Regions from separate parts of the Pan troglodytes genome. Here region 1 is linked to region 2. Evidence: chromatin contacts called from public capture Hi-C data. All regions are on one chromosome and are shown on one strand. Each heading gives the region's core, a stretch centred on a gene start, on an enhancer-like site or on the middle of the called end of the contact. The rest is flanking DNA. Distances are from core to core; before and after follow the strand shown.

Region 1 (3,488 bases), core at 243-2,742, 130 kb before region 2:
GTCCAATGAAATGGAATGCTTAACCGTGAAGAAAGAAAACTGTTCATATGTATGAGGCCACTAAACTACAATTCCTACTATGCTCTCTTTTTGCTCGGGCTGCTGGGAAGCTCAGAGCCAAATTCCACCCCCTCTAACATCTCCAGTGGTCATTCTCTTCTAAATGTTTACAGTTTCTTGTTTTCCATTGTTAGGTTAGTCATTTTTTTAATGTATATAATGTAGTATATAACATGAAACATTTTTGCATTAGGTGGACCACAAATATGCACCTAAAGGATTAAAACTAAGTGAAAAAATCCCATATTTGCCTTTTCTGACCTAGCTGAGGGAATGTCACCAAATTTAGCTCTGCAATTATCTATAAAGTAATTGCTGTAGTCACAGAAGAATTGAACTAGTTGTTTCAATAACATGAGAAACCATCTCTGCATTCCAAGAGCAGTTTTGAGACCGGGAAAGAGCTCTACATCATTTAGATCAATAAATGATAGAGCTGAGACGAAGCACAGAGATCATCTCATTGAAATTCATTTCACAGAATGAGGGTGCGGGATCCCACCTGGAATTAATGGCTTAACCCAGGGAGACTAGAGCCGGTGTCTCCTGTGACCCGCCCAGTGCCCTTCCCATAACATTCACTTTCTCATTGCCCACACTGTAGCCTCCCCACCTCCTGGCCTGCCCGTCCACCTACATCATGCTTCCATATTAACCCTTCTAAACCACCTACTCTTTATGCAAACTTCCAACAGTTCCCTACTATTTACAGAATCGAGTCCCAACTCTCCAGCCCCCCACAGAGGCACTTCTACCCGGTCCCACCAGCTCCATTGCCCATGGCCCTCCATGTGCTGGCCTCTGGCTGTTTCTCATCCGTGACTTGTTTCACCACATCCCTCCTTCTAGGTTACCCAGATTCCATTAATTGAAATCCTTCTCAATCTTGCACCCCCAGGTAGGCCTTTCCCAGCCCTTGGCCTCTGTGCACTTATCTTCTAGCTACCTTATGCACCTCCTGGACCCCCTAAACTGTGGGCTCCCTTAAGGCAGATAGGGCTCTCATTTGCCTCTGATTCTGAGCACCTGCCCTGTGACTGACAGGTGACAGAGCCTTAGCAGATGCCAGCAGTATAGACGGTAACAGGAAGGAGCCAGGAGATGATTTCCATTATGGGTGGGTCTCCCACCAACTCCAGTTCACAAGCTCTCAGGCTAATTCAGATGGGAAAAGACATCCCTTAGACATCAATGAGTGTCTGGTACTGACTATGCTGGCAGTTCTGAGGAAGTGAAGATAAAATGCTCATAGAGGACTGTCTACAAGGAACCCACAGTCTGCAAGAGAGTTAAAGCCCTGGGGGTCGTATAGAAGGCAAGAAGAGAAACCAAGAGGCACTGGGGTTGAGGGGCTGATGAATGAAAGCATATGAGGGGCCTAGTGGCTGAGTTTGGGGCTATCTGAAGGAGGAAGCTGGTCCTCTGCCTGGGTTCACTGAGCCTATGCCTGGCCTGGCCTGTGGCAGCTCAGACCCTTGCCTCAGGCCACAGATGGTCTACACTCGTAGTGAAAAAGGTTGCAATGCCTCCCACCCCTGTGTAGCACTGCAGAGCTTCCCAAGTTTTTGTATGCTTGAGTCTCAAAAATCCTTGAGGATTTTTGATCAGTTTATCACATTCCCACATTATAAGTGAGGGAATCTGGTCTTCTGAGTTTTAGTTTCATTAATCCCTATGGTGGCTATGTTTTGAAATTCTGATGTGAGTTGTTTTCGAAATCAGAGGTTGTTTGACTTGGAAGAGGCATAGAAGCCAACTAGTTTACTCTCCCATTTCAGGGGAGGCACCTGCAGTCTGCTTGTGAGAATTTTATTTTTCCTTTATTTTATTTTTCTTTTTTTGCAACAGGGTCCTGCCATGTTGCCTAGCCTGGCGTGGAGTGGCTAATCTCAGGCACAGTGCCACTGCTGATCAGCACAGGAGTTTTGACCTGCTCCATTTCTGACCTGGGCCAGCCAGTTCATACTTCCTTAGGAAACCTGGTGGTCCCCTACTCCCAGGAGTTGCCATATTGATGCTAAACTTAGTGTGGACATCCAGTAGGCATAGGGTGCTACAGCTCAGAACTTCTGGACTCAAGTGATCCTCCTGCATCAGCTTCCTGGGTAACTCGGACAACAGGTGCACACACACTGCCATGCCTGGAAGCGTTCTTTTTTCTTTTTTTCTTTCCCTCTTTCCCATTCTCTCTCTCAACAAATATTTATTTAGCAGTTACCATGTATCAAGCACTGTTCTAAGTGCTTGGGAGACATCAATGAACAAAAAAGACAAAACTCTCCCAAATCTTCTCTGCTTTCTTGAAGTTTATAGTCTAAGAGAGAGTGACAGCTGTACAAATAAACATAATAAGCAAATAAATTAAACAGCATCTAATATGGTGGCAAATGCCGTAAAAAATAAGTAGAAAGGCTAGAGGAATTCAGGGATGCCAACAGCGGAGGTAGGAGGCTCAGGGAAGGCGCATCTGGTCCTGGGAGCTGAGGGGCAGGGCCTGTGGGGAGAGCGTCCTGCCCTGGGCACTCTTGTGCTTTCTCAGAAACCAGATCTCAGGCCTCAAGCTTCTCGGTTCAGTGCTTAACTTCCCTTATCTCTGGCTGGGCGTGGTGGCTCACGCCTGTAATCCCAGCACTTTGGGAAGCCAAGGCAAGTGGATCGCAAGGTCAGGGGTTTGAGATCAGCCTGACCAACATGGTGAAACCCCATCTCTACTAAAAATACAAAAATTAGCTGGGCATGGTGGCTGGTGCCTGTAATCCCAGCTACTCAGGAGGCTGAGGCAGGAGAATTGCTTGAACCTGGGTGACGGAGGTTGTAGTGAGCCGAGATCACACCACTGCGCTCCAGCCTGGGTGACAGAGCGAGACTCAGTCTCAAAAAATAATAATAAAAAATAAAAAATCTTCCCTTATCTCCCTCTGGACATTGGTAAATGTACCCCACCAATTTCCATTCATTGTCTTGAGGAGAAACCATTGAGCATAGTAATTAAGAGTATGAATCTGGGCTGGGCATGGTGGCTCATGCCTGTAATCCCAGTACTTTGGGAGGCCAAGGCAGGTGGATCACCTGAGGTCAGGAGTTCAAGACCAGCCTGACCAACATGATGAAACTCCATCTCTACTAAAAATACAAAAAAATTAGCCAGGTGTGGTTGCAGGCACCTGTAATCCCAGCTACTCGGGAGGCTAAGGCAGGAGAATTGCTTAAACCCAGGAGGCAGAGGTTGCAGTAAGCCAAGAGCGCACCATTTCACTGCAGCCTGGGTGACAGAGCAAAACTCCGTCTCAAAAAAAAGGGTATGAATCTGAAGTTAAGACTCCCTGGGTTTGGCCGGGTGCGGTGGCTCACGCCTGTAATCTCAGCACTTTGGGAGGCTGAGGCGGGGAGATCACCTGAGGTTGGGAGTTCAAGACCAGCCTGACCAA
Region 2 (3,632 bases), core at 767-3,266:
CCACATAGTGCTTTATTGCATGGCCTCTCAGAGCACACAGCACCATACAATGGTTCCAAGGGGAAAGGCAGTCTGCCATCTGATCCCTGTTATTTTTTCAATTTATGCAACACCTATTACCGGGTGCCAGGCACTCAGTAAACTGCTTTTAATTTTCACAACAACCTTGCAAAGGCAGCCCCCTTAGTTCCATTTTATAGATGAGGAGATGGAGCTGGTGTTGTTAAGTCACTTGTTAGGAGCATTCAGAGGTGGGTAGTGAAGTCGGATTCAAGCCCAGGTTTGGGTTGTGAGGCCTGTGATCAGCCCATTGTGCCTCGAATTTTATTCATTCATCTATCCATCTATCCACCCACCCACCCCACCCATCCATCCATCCATCCATCCATCCATCCATCCATCCTCTCTTCAGTGCCAGGGTATGTTCTAGGAGTGGGAGGATCTGGAATAAGATATTTCCTTTTTCTTCAAGGGGCTCACAGGCACATTGAACAATAATGGGATGGTGAGACAGTCCTGACTTGGGGCTGTGGGCAAAATGAGCGTAGAAGTGAAGACACTATTCTTTCCTGGGGTTGTTGCGGGAGGCTGGTAGTTTCAGCGGGAGAGTGTGGCAGAGCTCCCAGCCCTATATGTATACAGGGGGCCATTGGTGGCATTGGAGGAGGGGCTGCCCAGGTGGAGTGGGGACCCCAGAGGCAGCAAGGACATTGCAAGAAGAGGGAAGAGTATGTGCAGAGGCTGTTTGGAGAGCTGGTCACTGGGCTGGGGTGGGTGTGCAGAGCCTGTGCTCAGGGATGAGGTGGATGAGGCTGGAAATGCAGGCAAAGGAAAGAGCTGGAAGGCTGTGCTGAGTGTCCTGGACTCAGCCATCATCCTGGGGATCACCTGGGGCTTTTGTTGTGGGCCAAGACAAGGGTGAGGCAAGTGAGACACTCATTTTAGGTGCAAATTTTAAGGAGAAGCCAAAAAAACTCAGTTACAAGATAAATGATAACAAAAATCAGTGCAAAAATGTCCATGATGAGCAATGGAGCGAAGAAACTTTGAAATGAGGATAGGAGTTGACCCTGCACTTGGATGGCTCACCTTGCTCATCTCAACCAAAACCTGGCCCTGCTTTTGTTAAAGACCCAGATTCCTGGTTCTCCCCATGGACCTGCTAGCTCAGGCTCTGCAGAGGAGAGGCCCTGTTATTTCCTAGTGCCCCGGGTGATCCTCACAGTGGTGTTTCTTCTTTCTAAACTGGTTCGTGGTTAACAACACCTATGGACACTCAGTAAAAACAGAGATTCTTGAGTCACTCCCAGACCTTTTGCATCTGAATCTGCCATAAAGCAGCCCAGAAGGCTGGAGATTGAGCACGGGCCTAGGGAGCTTCACACTGTCTGGGCAAGAGGGCAGGCAGTGGGGAATGAAGAGGAGGCTTTTAGGCCAATGGGTCTTGCTTTGATTGGCCCATATATGGGTGCCATTCTGGCTGAGTTTTCCCACTTTTCAATTTCCAAATGGGAAAATGTCCTTGTTGTTAAAGACTGTACACTACACCCCTACAGTAGGTATTCTAAGAGACTGCTTACACAGAAAGCCCCAACTCCTGGCTCAACTTTCAAGGCCTTGCACGTGTGGCCCTCCCTCTCTCTCCAACAGGCTGTCAGCCCAGGACCTCATCATTGTCTCCATCAGGGCTTCCTGCTTGAAGCCTCTTCCCAGGCAGGTCCCCCTGCTAAAGCACCTCGCCATCTCCCCTCTACTACTCTCAATGCTGCTCCATCCTTAAGGCTCAGCTGGGCCCTTCCTCCCCAGGAAGCCCCTCCACCCCCCAGAATGCCACTGCCATGGCGACTGTTCTGTCTTCTGAAGTCTCCACCTCTCCCTCTGGCAAGAACAGTTCTGTCTCTGCTTTCACATGTTCTTGTGTCTTTGTCCTACCCTCGAAGCTTCCTCTGGTTCTTCTGCCTTCCAGGGGTGCTCCTCTAGAAGCAGCGGGGCACTCCCCAAGTTTCATGGCTGCAGAGTCCGAAAACTTGGCTCGAAGTCTTGGCTCCACCTCTTCTGGTGACCTTGGACACATCCTCTGCCCTTTGGTTTCTTGGCACAAGATCTAGCTACCTCAGTGGGGATGTGAGAGCCGGAGGAGATGGTGTCACTTGCAGGGGGAAGTGCATGATGCTAATGAGGTCATTACCATTCCTAAGTTAGAAGCCCTCAAGCATTTGCCGAGGGTAGTGCGGGCATCTCAGGACTCCATCTTCCCCTCCTCGTGGACAGCAGTTCCGGGAGCCCCAACTCACTGGCTGGGGACTTGCCTCCCAAACCAGCACCTTGTCCTCTTCAGCAGGAGGTCGAGGGGGTGATTCTAGCCATCCATTCTTTCCACGCATAGGGCAAACTTAGGGTGGAAATGTTTTGAAAGGGCTTGTTGATAGCTTACTTTATTCTACAATAAGAGATTTTACAAAGATTCAAAGGGAGGTAGAGAAAGTTCATTTTAAAATGTCTTTGATTCAGTTTTTAGGATTCCAGGAGCTTCTGGAAAGCAGGCTTTTATGGAAGGGCACTTGGAAGGAGGTGTGTGTTTTAAATTGCTCTGCAACATGAACATTTTTCAAAGAGACACAGTTCTCTCTTCAAGTGCCACACTAGGAGAAACAAATGCTGTCTGAGTCAGGTGCTCTGTCCTGGCGGCATGGGAGGTGCTGGGAGGCCCAGGATGGAATCGGGGAGCCGGGACCCAGATCCGATCCTCTTGTGTGTTCTGGTACCGGATGCTGGTGTTGGCTGAACAGACCCTGCTCGTGGTTTCATCTCGGTAAAGACAGAGTAAGGGGGGCTTGTTTCTTTGTGTAGAGAGCCTGCTGGTGAGTACGAATGGAAAACTCAATTATCAGTAAGGTTAGGGGCAGGGTGAGAGGTCAGAGCCGAATGCCCGCGCTTCCTCTGGGTGCTGAGAGAGCTGCTCCTGTCTGCACTGCTTGGGAGGAGGATGCATTGATCAGGGTCAAAGGTTGTGTGTCATCAAAGGCGGTCCAGGAATAAAGGGAGCCCTTCCTTCCCAGGGATTCTAGGATGGCCTGTGGAAACCCAAGGCAATTCATGCTCAGATGTGCCTCATACCCAACAAGTCTAGAATTCTTATTACAAAATTCACAAGAGAATGTTGCTTTATCTTAGGATAGCTTTCAAAGACTTAGGACTTGAAGGTGGAGAGTTTGGAAACCCTCTCCACCTATCCTCCTCAGCCAAGAATTCTCCCCCTCTGGGGCAGAGGCTACACATGTCTTCCTTTTTTGAGAAAAAAAACAAAAACAAAAACAAAAAACAAAAACAAAACAGTTCATTAAAAAGTTCTTTGTATAAGTCTGGACACCCCAAAGATAGGACCCTAGCTGCCCTTGTTTCACACTTATCTTTTCCCATGGGAATATTTCCTTTGTAGATAAGAAAAAACCACACACACAGTAACTTGAGAATTGGAAGTTAAATTTGAACAATAACATGGCTAAAGGATTGTGTAGAGAAACCATAAAGATGGGAAGAAAAAAAGAAAGACGATCTACCAAAAGACAGAGAGGTAAAAAGAAAGACAGAAATTTAGAGGGAAGGAAAGGAAGTTTATGTGTGAACCCAGA

Evidence for each region. Capture Hi-C pulls out chosen DNA fragments and counts their contacts.
Region 1: a contact with region 2 is called in a capture Hi-C map of stem cell-derived neural stem cells, with 2.3 times the contacts expected there. The contact joins two enhancer-like sites. A contact is called at or near these places in 1 of 7 Hi-C or Micro-C datasets (stem cell-derived neural progenitor cells), 1 of 1 datasets of contacts at active chromatin or transcription factors (stem cell-derived excitatory neurons) and 1 of 1 other capture datasets (stem cell-derived neural stem cells).

The regions. Positions count from the first base shown.
Region 1 is chr12:106,923,550-106,927,037 of NHGRI_mPanTro3-v2.0_pri, reverse strand. No RefSeq gene overlaps it. Among named protein-coding and RNA genes, the nearest start is that of MYCNOS, 8.8 kb to the left of the region's middle. Within about 2 kb of position 1,492, at least 1 of the 24 cell types and tissues checked has an H3K27ac peak or open chromatin away from gene starts, as enhancers often do. A contact at or near this core is called in stem cell-derived neural stem cells, where this site is marked.
Region 2 is chr12:106,790,280-106,793,911 of NHGRI_mPanTro3-v2.0_pri, reverse strand. All of the region lies in intron 3 of LOC107971532 (a long non-coding RNA gene), which reads left to right. Among named protein-coding and RNA genes, the nearest start is that of MYCNOS, 140 kb to the left of the region's middle. Within about 2 kb of position 2,016, at least 2 of the 24 cell types and tissues checked have an H3K27ac peak or open chromatin away from gene starts, as enhancers often do. A contact at or near this core is called in stem cell-derived neural stem cells, where this site is marked.